Linked DNA regions of Rattus norvegicus: region 2 is linked to region 1. Evidence: chromatin contacts called from public Hi-C data. All regions are on one chromosome and are shown on one strand. The core of a region is the stretch at or near the end of the contact, and the rest is flanking DNA. Distances in the headings are between cores, read along the strand shown.

What was found. Hi-C and Micro-C count contacts between places; a contact is called where the count stands out from the background.
Region 2: a contact with region 1 is called in a Hi-C map of kidney, with 2.6 times the contacts expected there. The contact joins the promoter of Foxj3 here to the promoter of Ybx1 in region 1. A contact is called at or near these places in 1 of 12 Hi-C or Micro-C datasets (kidney) and 1 of 1 datasets of contacts at active chromatin or transcription factors (oligodendrocytes).

What each region holds. Positions count from the first base shown.
Region 1 is chr5:138,179,452-138,186,347 of GRCr8, forward strand. It overlaps Ybx1 (Y box binding protein 1), which reads right to left and starts at 4,737. Exons shown (of 8, transcript NM_031563.4): 1 at 4,438-4,737; 2 at 3,975-4,038. The coding sequence starts at 4,597.
Region 2 is chr5:138,423,341-138,430,681 of GRCr8, forward strand. It overlaps Foxj3 (forkhead box J3), which reads left to right and starts at 2,823. Exons shown (of 13, transcript NM_001107971.4): 1 at 2,823-3,104.

The DNA.
Region 1 (6,896 bases), core at 3,487-5,986:
TGGTGACTATATCCATATGAAGATCAAGACACCTGCCCATCCTGCCAAAGTGGAACTTCAGCTGCTAAGTAGTAAAAACACAGGGAGACCCTGTATCAAAGAGCCAACCAAGATGACACCACTAGGTCTGGTGGCACACATCTATAATCTCACCAACTCCTTGAAAAGTCCCATTTCCTTATTACCTCAAAACTCAACAAAATCCAAAAGATTAAGGAAGTCCAGTAAGTATTTTCTCCTTTAATTCCTCAACTGCACTTCAATAGTAGTATGGAATAGTGAACCAGTTCTTTTAACTCATGGCAACTCTGGACCTTATGGAACACAGTAAAATAAAAGGTAGCCAAACTGTCCCAACTGAGGACTAGTGTTAGCAAACTCCAATGTAGTCTTTAAATAGCCAGGAACAGTCAGTCATCCTAAGAAATTATCTAACTGTGGATAAGCTCCAAACTGAAAATGGCTAGGATCTATTTTCAGAGTACAACACAACAGTTGTTGAACAAACACTCCAGAATAATAATAATAAGTTCAAATCCTGCTCCTACAACTTCCTGTTTTTATGGGACAAATCACTCAAATCTGTGTTTCCAAGGGATATATATAGTATCTAAATCTCCAAGGTTTTTAAGTCTGATTAAATCACTTAAATCTGACACCACTGTTATTGCAGTAACTAGTTACATACATGGAAACCCCAAAAAGGGAGACTTACACTGAGCATTGAGTTTTAAAGACAAAGCTAACCTTTTTAGACCACAGGTGAAAAAGCCTATGTACATGGGTCAGGCAGAGATGGCAGTTAGCAACGTAAGAATTACATGAACAGATTGGGCCAGGGAAGATAGTTCACCTGGAGAAAATGCTTGCAGTGCAAACCTGACAACAGAGTCCAAACCCCCAGAAGCCATGTCAAATTCAGATGCAGTCTGTTTTCTGACCTGTACAAGTGCTTATAGCACAGACATGTTCTCACACACAAGCGTGCACTTACTTTTTTAAAGTAACAGACTGTGGGGTTTGGGGATTTAGCTCAGTGGTAGAGTGCTTGCCTAGCAAGCGCAAGGCCCTGGGTTCGGTCCCCAGCTGGGGGGGGGGGGGGGAAGAACACTGACTGCCCTTTCAGAGGTCCTGAGTTCAGTCCCCAGCAACCACATGGTGGCTCACAACCATCTGTAATGGGATCTGATGCTCTCTTCTGGTGTGTCTGAAGACAGCTACAGTGTACTTATAGATAAAGCAACAGACTGTGGTTCAAAGAAAAAAGATAGTGATGATGTAAATAAAGGCTGAGCGACAAGCAGAACCTCTGTGTCGTTCTGAATGAATGCTGAACCCCATCACTGAGCCATAATCCCAACCCTAACTTCTGCCCCATAAAGAAACCGCTCCACTGAAAACGTTCTTGATGCGCATTTTTCTCCAAACAAGTGTTCAGGAATAAGAACCTAAACTCAAATAGTTATTTGGGGAAGAGATGCAAATAGTTTAAGTTACATGCCCTTTTGGGGGGGGGGGGGCTGTCAACATAATCTAGGAAGGGATAAAGCAAATAATTTTTTTCAATTCCTACATTATTATGCCTCTATGGTGGTTCTTTGTTGTTTGAAACTGGGTCTCTGTGGAGCCTTGGCTGTCCTTGAACTCTTCAGCTTGAATGCAGGACTAAAGGCATATACCACCACCCCAGGCATTATTCAAGTTTTTCAGGAGGGTGAGGACAGGGTCTTGATATGCAATCCAGGCTGTCCTTAAATTCACTGAGGGAGTGGGCTCCTGATAGCCTGCCCCCTGGGATCACCATGCTTTTTTATGCAGTGTATGGATCAAACTCAGGGGTTTAGGCACACTAGACACTCTATACACCAAAGAAGTTAAAGCCCCAGTCTCTTTATTTGAAAAATTTACAACAAAACCAGCAGTGATTGAAAATAAAAACCTTAGGACTCTGACCAGGCTGTAAGAATTCACCTCAGTCAACAAACCTCTCTCTAAAAGCAGAGATGAAATCTTCTATGTAGATTATAAAAAAGCTAAAGTTTCTAAAATTTAAAACCCAGTCAGGGGGTTGGGGATTTAGCTCAGTGGTAGAGCGCTTGCCTAGGAAGCGCAAGGCCCTGGGTTTGGTCCCCAGCTCTGGGAAAAAAAAAAACCCAGTCAGTGCCAATACTGTATCCCCCATTCTACATGGGCTCACCACATCTGGAGTCAAGTGTTTCCAGTGTCTGGTATTCTATACTTTTCCTAACTAGGACAAACTTCTATCTCATCTAAAACCCGCAGCATTAATACAAAGACCTGCTTAGAAACAAAGCACATTCTCTAACCAGTTAAATCAGTAATTGAGGTTAAGCCAGTGTAACAAAGTCATCAAGGCCAATTACATTTAACTTGCCTGGAAGGATGATCAACTAAGTTGATATTAAGGGCATGGTCATAACGCACAATATAAAACAACCGAGATAGACTCATCTCCGATAGATACTGCTTCAAAAAAAAAAATAAGTGACAAGCCCGGGCAAATATTAAAAGGTATTAAATGCACACAAATACTACAATTTACCCAACTGGAAGGGCTGCTAAGGAGGGCTAGCTAGCTAGCTATAATGGGGCGAGGGTTAACACTGTCCTTTGGAAGGCGAATGCAGACCACTCTGGCATCACCTGGGACCATCAGGTGGAAATCTCAACCAACCCACGAACAGCAGCCACCAGGAAACCAACTAGCACAAGCACCAAAGCATTACAGTCTTCTTTGCTCACTAGTAACCCTCTGGGGGAAAAAAAAAAACATGGAAAATGTATCGGTGGTCAGGAAGGCTAACTGCCAGCGACAGGAGAAATCTTAGTCTGGAAAAACAAAATGTTTCCTTCTAACTGCAACTGTAGAGTACAGACATTAAGTGATTGTAATAGCTTTTGCTTGAGTGTTTCCACAACTGGTGTGTGGCTCAGTGAACGTTTTTTCATCACTCCGATAAAAAGCCTAGCTGCTGCCCATTCACAAGCACTGTGCCGCTCTTCAGCGTTCTTTTCTCCATCTACTTATTTAACGCCTTCTAAGCGAGCATGTAAGAGAGAAAATGCTGAAATGGCGCCAAGTCTCACAGCTGTACGGCCAGGATTGCTGCTGGCACTCGCCGTGCTCTACACCCATGCAACTGCACTAGCCTTGGCAGCCATCTTGAAAAAGATGCCGGGCTCCCTTGTGAGCCCAGAGTGCAGGCACTGACTGCACTTAACACCGCCGTCTACAAATCCTTCTCTGGATATGAAGATATAGTTTACAACTCTACGCCAAATACCAGCAAGGCGAAGTTCCCAAGCACTTAAGGCCACTCCAACAAGATATAGCCAAGCTTAAGAAAAATTGATTTGATCAACATGATTCCTGACAAGGAAGTAGGAGACATAAAAAATGAGGAAGAACCATTTCCTTTCAGATGTATTACTTGCCGTCTGGACAAATAAGAGCCCTCTTTGGCTAAAGAAAATGTGTTCGAGGTACTAAATTGGACTGCATATTTGAGTCTTCTAAACAAAGGCAACAGAACCTCATAGTACAGATAACATCTCAGGCACTTGACATGTCAAATCACGTTTCCCGAGAGGTTAACAAGGTGAAAGATCATCTGTATGTTAATTAGTGGGTCACATTCTCACATAGCAATTTCAAAGAAGCAGAAAAGGATGTCAAGGTTAAAAACGTGCTTAGCCTGGAGTTGCCTCAGTTTGATGCAAGGTAACTGTTAGGGCATGGTTCATGCGCCGCGCTTGCCTTGACCTGCTTTGTGCAAAAGCTTTGAGGCTAGCTCAAGATTGGTACGTAACGGCAAAACAAAGCAAGTCTACGGACCCACTAATCCAGTAACCCAAGGTCCCAATCCCCCACCCTGTCATGCCCGTGGCGGCTCCAGCCCATGAAGACTGCCCATGCAGGAGGCGGACCCGAGCTTTCTACACCGGCATCTCACCTGTTGATGAAACCGTATCCGTTCCTTACATTGAACCATTTTACTGTTCCCAAAACCTTCGTTGCTGGAAAACAAAGCACAACAACGTCCAATCACCAGCTGGCCCTGGAAGTCCGTCCAGGATCCGGCCGCAGGCCCGGGCCGCCGCCCTCGCCGCACACGTGGGTGCGCCGGGTAGCGCGGGTCCGAGGTGGGTGTGCGCCCGGGAGGCGAGCACGTGAGGGCTGGGAAAGCAGCCCGCGCTGCTCCGGCTGCGTAGGCGGCGGGGCGGGGACCCCGAGCACGAGGCCCCGGGGCGGGTGGGCGCGGGGGAGGGGCGGCAGCGGCCGGAGCAGCGGCGGGATCCCGGTGTGCGCGCGCCGCGAGCCCCGGGGGGAGGGGCGGCCGCGTAGTCGGTGGCTCGGGCCGCGTCGCCTAACGGTCTGGCTCCGCGGCCCCACCCCCGGGCCCTTCTGGCGCTCACCGATGACCTTCTTGTCCCCGCCGGCGGGCGCCGCCGATGTGAGGCCGCCCGGGCCGCCACTACCCGCGCCGCTGCCCGTGGAGCCGGGCTTGGTGTCGGCGGCGCTGAGGGCGGCGGCGGGGGCGGCGGGCGGCTGCTGGGTCTCGGCCTCGCTGCTCATGGTTGCGGTGATGGTGACTGGGGCCGGCGGCGACGGCTGCGGCTCCTCCCGGGTGTGATGGTGACTAGGCCGGCGGCGGCGGTGGGGCTCTCAGGGCTCTCTGGGGTCCGCTCTCCGCTCCCGCTACCGATCGAACTAGCGAGAATGGCGGGACGGGCGGGATAAGCCCCGCGGTAGACCCGCCCTCGTCCTCTCCCATTGGCCTACATCGTTGTCCATCTCACCACCTGACCGGGTCTCTAGCACCTATTGGCTCACGCTGCGCGGCTCCTGTGCTCTCATTGGTACCTTTAGCGACTAATTCGCCCGACCCACAGCTTCTCCGGCCTCCGCCGCCATAGAGACCGGAACTAGAATGAGAGCCTGGGCCGAGAACACCATAGAGTACCGGGAGGACGCGCAGAGGGAACGTTCCCGCACGGGGCTGCGCTTGTCGCGCACGTGGGCCGCGGCCGCTGGGCCTACTCCGGCCTTCTATAAGGGGTTCCTTCCCACGGCTGGGTGAACGCTGAGGCCTTCTTAATGGTTCAGGCTTTTTGGTGATCCAGTCACTTTGGAGGGACCACGCAGGCGCTCGGGCTGCCACGACTCAGCGTGTTTAGGGCGGGGGTGATCGTTTCCCCCGGGCGTACGAGGAATGTATTTCATACTGGCCACCGATCAGATTTAACTTCGTCTCACATTTATTGGATATTAGTGGGGTTTTTTTTCTTTAAACTAAGCAGCACTGTAGATAAGGGTTGCTAGCCGTGTTTTATACACTAAAACACGCACCTTCTGTTCCTGAAGCCTTCCGCCTACCTTCATTCATTCTTTATTAACTGGAGATTGAAGTAGTTTGACAGTGAGTTTCTGCTTTCTGATGGAGGCAGAAATTTAAACGCCCAACACTTCTTGGCTGGGTGAGCGCAGCGTTTGGGGAGTGGAAGCAGGAAGAGTTGGGTGGTGACATTTCAGGAAAAGGTAGGTTTGTAAAAGGCCTAGAAAAGATAGGGCCTCTAGGAGAATGCAAATAAGGAGTCCAATCGACGTAGGATTTAGAGGTGGGCAGGGTCAACTAGGTGTTTTTAACGCCCGATCCAACCTGAGATCGCCAGTAAGGAGTAGCATGGTTAAAGAAAGGCTGCTGCTTGGAGAATGGGCTGCAGAGAAAGAAGGGATGGGAGTAGGGGAAACAGTTAAAGAGGATCTGAGATGGCTCAGTGTGTAAAGGCACTTGACCAAACCTGAAGACACGAGTTCTTTCCCTGTAATGGAAAGAGAAAGTTAGCGTCTTCCTGTAAGTTGTAGTTTGACCTTCCCACGAGGAGCACCGGCACACCTCTACTTCCCAGTAAATAAATACATGTAATAGAAACACACACACACACAAAAAGCTAATGCAGTAAATCCTTGGCCCTGACACTCCACTTGCCTTCCTCAATCAGTTCTGAAAAATAGGATCATGAAGCCAGTCTAGTTTTTCTGCCATGACTTTTGGTGATTGGCACTGCTTAGAAGAGAACCCGCAAAAATATAAGGGCCAAATATGAAAGGCTCTGTGGGCTGCTGGGTCAACTAGGTCCAAAAGCAGAGGATACCTGTGCTTTGAATTTTTTTGTTTTGTTTTACTGAAAATAGTCTTATTTTTATTTGGGGGGTGGGGATGGGGGCTGTGGGCCACCATGAACACTGGCGTGGAAGAAAGACAACTTGTAGTCCTTCCTGGTGTCAGTATCAAGCACCTTTAGGAGTAACATCAGAGTGGAGTTAGAAATGGGATGTAGCCTTTGCTTGTTACAAAGTTGTCTTTAAATTGCTGTACTACATACAACATTTCAGATTCTCTTTCTTTTTAGTGTTTTTGTTTTGTTTAGTTTTTTTTGAGACAGGGTTTTCTTGTGTAGCCGGGCTCGGTCTCAAACTCTCAAGCCTGGTTAAAGCATTCAAACATTAAAGGCGTGTACTGCCCCATCCAGACCTCCTTTCTAAATATTCCTCCAAACAGCCAATGCTCTATTGAAAACACTGGAACTCTTTAGTGACTGCCATTACATTGCAGTCAGTTCCTTACTGTGGTATGACTTCTCCAAATGCACCCCCCACCTACTCATCCCTTGTTCAACCTACCAGGGACTCTCTCTTTTTTTTTTTTAATGATTTTTTTATTATATGTATATGAATACACTGTAGCTGTCTTCAGACAGGCCAGAAGAGGGCATCAGATCCCATTACAGATGGTTGTGAGCCACCATGTGGTTGCTGGGAATTGAACTCAGGACCTCTGGAAGAGCAGTGAGTGCCCTTAACCACTGAGCCA
Region 2 (7,341 bases), core at 1,573-4,072, 240 kb after region 1:
AAAAAGGTGAACTTTGAGACTTAAGAGGCTGGGAAGGCTAATGTTAATTATGTTCAACTAAGGATCCACTTGATTGACCAGCAAGTCAGGTAATTCCAATTCTTTCTGGAGCTCTGGGACAGTCTACCCTTTCCCAGAAAGTTGGCAAGGGGGTCAGTGGGGGCATCCTCTTTGGGACTATGTTCTCCTTGTCATAGTGTTATGTAATCAATTTTCTTATTTCCCACTAGACTATGAATTCTCTGTTGTTGAGACAGGGTTCATGTGGCCTAGGGTGGCCTCAAACTCATGATCCTCCTGCCAGTTTCTCCAGAGCTGAAGTTATAAACATACATCTAGATGAATTATTTTTCTTTTTTTTTTTTTTTTTTTGGTTCTTTTTTTTTCGGAGCTGGGGACCGAACCCAGGGCCTTGCGCTTCCTAGGCAAGCGCTCTACCACTGAGCTAAATCCCCAACCCAATGAATTATTTTTCAAATTATTTATTGTGGTGTATGTGTGCGTGTGTGTGGTCAGAGACAACCTTGTGAGATTGGTTCTTTTCTACCCTTACATGGATTCCAGGGATTAAGTTCTGGTCACTAGGCTTGTGCAGCAATCTCCTGTACCTGTTGAGCCATCTTGCTAGCCCCTAGACGGATAACTTTAAAGTATAAAAACCTGTATCCTATTTTCCTGTGTGGTACTTAGGTTATCACCTCCACCCTGGGTAATGTCACCTCTGACTTCCTATCCTGTACGCTAAGCAGAGTGTTTACTGTTTAAAGCTCTATAGAGACAGTTTAGCCCACAAGATCTCCCTCTGTCCTTATCTTTGACCTCTCCTGGCCTCACTACTTCCTAACACTGCCAGGATGATTTAACCAGTTACACTGAATCCCTTCACTTCTTTCAGGCCTCTGATTCAAGTTGCCTCATTATTGTGGCTCACCAAGGCAGCTCTTTTTAATCCCCCCCTCTCCCCCCGGAGCTGAGGACCGAACCCAGGGCCTTGCGCTTGCTAGGCAAGCGCTCTACCACTGAGCTAAATCCCCAACCCCCGAAGCAGCTCTTTTTAAAAGGACTATCCTTTTAGTGTTTCACACAGCTCTGTCCTGACCACTTTTTCCTCGTTTCATTCAACGTTCTCTAACATTATTACATAATTCTTTTTATTTTTATCACCTTTCTCTCTGTCTGAGAGGGAATGATAGTACCACCTACATCCCCTTTCTGTTCACTGATTCATCTTAAGCACTAAAGTAGTGCCTGGTACAATAACTTTTTAAGTCCGTCTCACTGGAGTATTCTGGAGAGAAGTGAGTACTTTGAATCCCCATTGCCTGGAGATGCTTGCCAGACGAAAGTGTTCAATGCGTGATAAAGGAATGGAGGGATGGTTTCACGATGTCTTAGCTCAGCAAAGTCACCAGGGTCATTCTCTTAGATCTTTGCCTTCTCTTTCAACCAAACTCACTGACATCCATCTACCCATCAAATGCCCAAATCCTGAGCAAATGCTTTAAGTTCCCAATTGTTCTTGAGGCTGCAGGGAAGAGTACGTGACTTAATACAGCATCTGCGCAGCAAATAATACCTCCCAAGGTAATTAAGTGTATAAGGACAGGGCAGGTTGTCAGCGCTAATAGTTCAAAGGTAGGATCACTGAAGACTGAGGGAAAGTCCAAAGTTTACCGGAAGTCTGAACAACCCTACTAAACGCTCCACCTGTTGATAACGAGGTCACGACCTGGCTAGCTAACTCGAGATGGAGAGGGTGACGCGGCAGGGGTAATGACAAGATGACATGCCTGGGTAGGGAGGGGCCTCGAACCCGGGTTCTTGACATTCCGAAGGACGCGTGTCCCCAAGCAAGGTCCAAAGCGCCCCAGTGGCGGCCGGGAAAATCTGCGCTGTGTGCTTGTCGGGGCCGCGCAGTGACAAGAGGCTGGAAGGCTGGGAGGTCACGAGGCGCATTCCTCAGGAGTTGGAATCCCGAGAGAGGGGCCAGGGACGCCTCGGCAGCTCTCACGCCTGAGGCGCAAGCACTGCAAGGCTCTCCGCACCCCCCACCGCCGGTTCCCGCTGGCCGCACGGAGGCAGAACCGCGAGAGCCTAGAGGCACTACTTGTCCCCGCGGAGGGATCCCTCGCAAATTGCCGCTGCAGCGACGGGGCGGGCCGTGGCGCCGAGGACGCCCGGCCGGGAGCGCTGAGACGTCGCGGGAGGCGGGGGTGGGAGGGAGAGGGCCGGGAAGTAGTTCCGGGTGCGCGGCCCCGGATGTTGGCTGCTCCCGCCGCCGCCGCCGCCGCCGCCGCCGCTCTCGGCGCCGCTCCCGGCCTGGGCCGCTCGCTGAGGGCGCCGTTGGGACCTTTCGCGGGGAACAGAGACGCACGCAGCGGCCGGGGGCTCGGCCGGGCCGTCCGGGCCTGCGCAGCCTGAGGTGAGCACGCGTCGCCAGGGTCTCGTCGGGGCTGGGGCGGCGGGCGGGGAGGCGGGGCTGGGGCATCTCCCGGGACGCGGGCGGGGGCTGCCCTGGGCGAGCGGCGCTCGCTGTCCTCAGCGCACGCTCCCAGTGGCCGGCGGTGGGCGCAGGGCTGGGCCGGCCTGGTGGCGCGGCCCTCCCTCGCCCGCGGCGCCGCTCCTCAGCTGCCGCTGCCCCTCAGCTCAATGCCGCTCGCGCCCGCCCCTCCCCCAGGTGGGCCCGCGGTGCGGATGCCGGGGCCGCGGAGGACCGCGACAGTCGCGCCCTCATCGCTCCGTGACCTGCCCCTGGCCCGGGCTCGTCCGGTTCCCGGCGCGATGCGCGCTCTGGGCGCTATTCTGCCGGGACGGGGGTCAGTGCCTCGTGGGCCGCGGGTACCCTGCGGGGGTGAGGAGGCTGGGGCGAGGGTCCCATCTTCTGTCCTATCCTGTCCCTGCGTCCTTCTCTGGCATTGGGGCAAAGGCAGACTTCGCATGCGGACGTGTTGCTGCTGTCCTGCGTGTGTTGCATCCTGCCCACGTGGTAGTGTCCCGTCCCTCCCACCCCGTCCATTTTTTGCAGTTGGTCAAGATGTTTTTCCCTCGTGCTTTACCCCCCGTCTACCCTGTGATTTCTTCTGGGCAGCGTGGAAGATGTTAAGGTCAGTTTGTCTTGTCGAGGATGACTGTTGTTTGATGGAAGAATCAAGAGTTGTACTCTTACGAAATTGAGACTAGTAGGGGACATACCAGACCTTAGTTCATTGACACCTTTTCAACTCCAGTAGCTCTTGCTCTTTTCTCTACTACTCAGTCCTCCAGAGACAAGCGCTTGCTACTGATGTGTTGGTGTGTACGGTTTCTCTATTCTACTTGGTTGTGTCTCTTTGGCCTAGTATTTTCTAGTCCGTGTTGATGCAGGGCTCAAGTTGTTGCTGGATTTCTGAATGAGTCGTGACAGGGAGCTCGAAACTGGTGGGCTGCTTTTCGCCTTTCACTGTTCATTTGTCTTTATTTCTTCCTTGTGTTTTGTTCCCTAGTGAGAAAGCATGCATGCTCCATTGGGCATGATGCACGTAGATTATTCTCTAGTAGAGGCACTAGGTAGTCCCGCTTGCTGTTTTGAAAGTTCTTTTAGTCCACGTTTCTAAAATGCACTAGGTACTATTGGGCTCTGTTTTTTTTTTGTTTTGTTTTGTTTTTTAAACACTTTTAAATACGGGTCTCCCACCCAACCTTCCTTTAATATCTCTTCCAGGTTAACTGTTTACATCTTTCCCTCTTTGGAGACCATAGATTGCTCTCTTTACAGGAGCAGTGACGCTTTTTAGTGTTTTTAAACCACAGTATTTATGGAGAAAACGATAGCTGCTCATTTTTTGGGGGGCCAAGTTATCTCTATGTTTATGTTAGGAAGGGATATGTAGATGTTATTTAGTTTTTGAGTTTTTTGTTTAAGATGAACTTGAAGCTCTTTTCTGTTTGGTTTTGTATTGGATTGAGGTAGATCTTGCTCTGTTTTGTGCTGCTGGGAGTTCCCAATGACTTTATTAGGTGGTTTGTGGATGAGGTCAAGAATGTTTATTTTGGTTTTCAGTTTGTTTGGGTGAAATAAAAATTACTATTTTGAAGTCACTCTTTTTGATGTGAAAATTTCCAGTATTCTCTTGTTTTTCACACTGAAGTTTTTCCTTTTTTCATTTTAATTTTAGACAGTCTTATGTAGACCAGGTTGACCTCTAATACACTGTGGTTAGGGCTGACTTTGAACTCTTGTCTTGCCTTCACCTCCCAAGTACTGAAATTACAGGCTGTGTTACTACTGTAACTGCCTACCTGCCTACATTGTAGCCTTAAAATGTATTTCTGATAGTGCCTTTCCTTTTTTATTTGATACAAGTGTCAGCATATTCTTCCTTTTCCTTCTATGTAGAATAAAAGTTTTTTTTTTTTTTTTTTTTTGGTTCTTTTTTTCGGAGCTGGGGACCGAACCCAGGGCCTTGCGCTTCCTAGATAAGCGCTCTACCACTGAGCTAAATCCCCAGCCCCGAATAAAAGTATTTAAATACAGATTCTGTTTTCATTATGCTAAGTATGGGTGGGGCGGTGAAAAATAGAATGTTCTGATATACTCAGACATATTTTTATAACAGGGCAGTCAGCATTTGTATACTTCTGTAAAACACAGTGCTGTGAAGTAAGATATATAGAGACAAGGACTAAAATACTAGTGTCTGAAAGCTTCAACTTGTGTTGAAAAGGAGGAGCAGTTGTCTGCTTATGGAGAATCAGCTTTACTCATCATTTTGTGTATTAAATAACAGCAGACTTATATTTGAAATAATATGACCAAATAAATGGTGTGAAAAAGGAATTTTCACAAAAAAAAAAGGTGAGGAGACAGGTGTGTTTAGGAGATTACAGGGCTGTCACAGAGCATTGCATTGGTGAGTAATAGGAACCTTGGCTGAGGATCTGTCAGGATAGGAGATTTGGTTTGATAGGCTGCCATAGTGCTTTCTTAAGACAGTGGAACGATGTACCTGAGGTAGGTCTATGTCAGCTGAGTGTGCAGGAAAAGGCAACCTGACTAGAATATTCTTGGAGAGTTTTAGGAATAATAGTCTGACATAAGAGACTGGTTGTGAAAATAAAATAATAGCGTTTATTGAATGGTTTACAGTGTTCCCAGAATTGTCAGCTTTTACATATACCTGTGTGGTGCGCAGTCAGGTGAGCTGTAGGTTTGCAGGGATGGGCCTGTAAGTGGTATAGTAAAACACTTGAATAGATGTTTTTCAGGAGAGATACTGTATAGTGGGGGAAACCTGCAGAATTTGGGGTTTTACAGTAGGCTAATAGAAAAATAAAGCATTCTGAGAAGAACCAAGAAGTAATTTCTGTCACAGAAGCCAAGAACAGGAAGATTTTCTACAAAGTAGGATTGTTGACAATATTTAATTCAGTTTTAAAATTCAGACTCTGACCTTAATGCAAAGATGGATGAACTAGACAAGAAGGAATTTTAAAAGAAAGGTAACATGACAAATTAGGTTTTCACCAATCTGTAGAGATTTTATGCTGGTTAAGGTTTCCTCTGGTGGTGGTATTCTTCTTCTTCTTCTTATTGATCATATCAGAGTTATTCAATGATCAAAAATGGAGTTTATCTTTGGAAAAGAAACTAGTGTTCTATGCCTTTTATCCCAGCACTTGGGAAACAGAGGAGTAAGAGTATCTCTGAGTTCCAGGGCAGTTAGGACTACCTACTGCAAACCTATCAAACCAAAAAAGAAACTAATGTTCTTTTTAGATTTATTTATTTTATGTATGTGAATAAACTATAGCTGTCTTTAGACACACCAGAAGAGGGCATTGGATCTCGATCCCAATGCAGATGGTTGTGAGGCATCATGTGGTTTCTGGGAATTGAACTCAGCAGTCAGTGCTCTTAACCAATGTGCTATCTGTCCAGGGAAACTAGTGTTCTGAAGAAAGTTCTTGTTTGTTTTTCCTTTCCTTCTTTTCTTTTTTCTTTTTTGAAACAGGGTCCTGACTGTTCTGGAACTCTCTATGTAGACCAGACTGGCTTCAAATTCAGAGATCTGTCTTCCTCTGCCTCCTGAGGCCCGAATTAAAGGCATTCCCCTTCAAACACCTAAGGGTCACACTGTTTCACACTGACAGACTTTTGTGTCTGACTTTGCCCTTGTTTTAAGGGTTGTTGATACTGGTATGTGTTAGTGTCTCAGCCCCTTTTATAAAAGCCAGATATTCTACAGTCTGGATATACTGTGCTTTTTTTAATCCATTCTTAATTCATTTAAACCCTTCACTCTATCAACTTCACTCTCCTAATTCTGACTTCATTTTTAGTCTAATAAACTCTACTGTGCTCTAGTAGGCATTAGGAGCTAAAGGTAAAAGTAAGTCATAATTGGTCCTTAAGCATGTGTAGCGTGTGATTTATATGTATTTTCATATATTATCTCATTTGATCACACAGCAAACCTGTGGTGTAGGAAAAACATCTTTAGGATGAAAAGCTAGGTTAGGTGACTTGGCCAGGATTGATTGCACTTAAAATACTGGAGCAGATGTCATTGTCATTTATTTTTGCCAATTCCACCACTCTTACTTAAAGGATCCATTCCTGTGTAAATCCCTGGAGAATTAAGGGGACTGGGAAATTCCTATCACTTGGGGAAATCATCTCATTTTTTTTCTTTTTAGTGTCTCCTTTTTTGCAAAAAGGACAAAAAACCAAAAAGTTCTGTTGTGTTTCTCTGGCTGTCCTTGAACTTGGATTTCAGTCAAGCCTGCCCTTGAACTTGAAGTTATTCTGCCTCTATCTTTTTAGTGTTGGGGTATAGTAAAAGGATGAGCCACCACACCCAACCTGGGAGTTACTGAATTTTTATGAGTCTTTGGGACTTAGAGTGAAGACTTAGCAGAATTTTGTTATTCATTTGCTCTGTTCAAACAAAATGTATTTTTGTCCTTCCTTTAGAACTTTATTGGTGTTTAATGTGATGATAATGTTAATAATGATTAACATTTTGAGATCTTATTTTAGCAACAAAGTGTTCAGAATACTTTCATTATATGATTCTTAAAGCAATCTCTGAGTAGTAGATTTTATTATGAGATTTTTACAGATAAGGAAATGGACACTGAAAGGTAAAATAAATTGCCTATGGTAATTAGCTAGGAATGGAAAGAACCAAGTCTTGAAGTTTCACTGTCATTTTCAGAACTCAGAATTAATTACTATATTGTTTTACTCACTAATTATGAATTAATAAACTAAGTCAAGGAAGAACAGGACCCGAATATGAAGATAGGATTTGAGTACAATTGGAGAAGCAGTGAAACATTACTTGACATTACACAAGCATT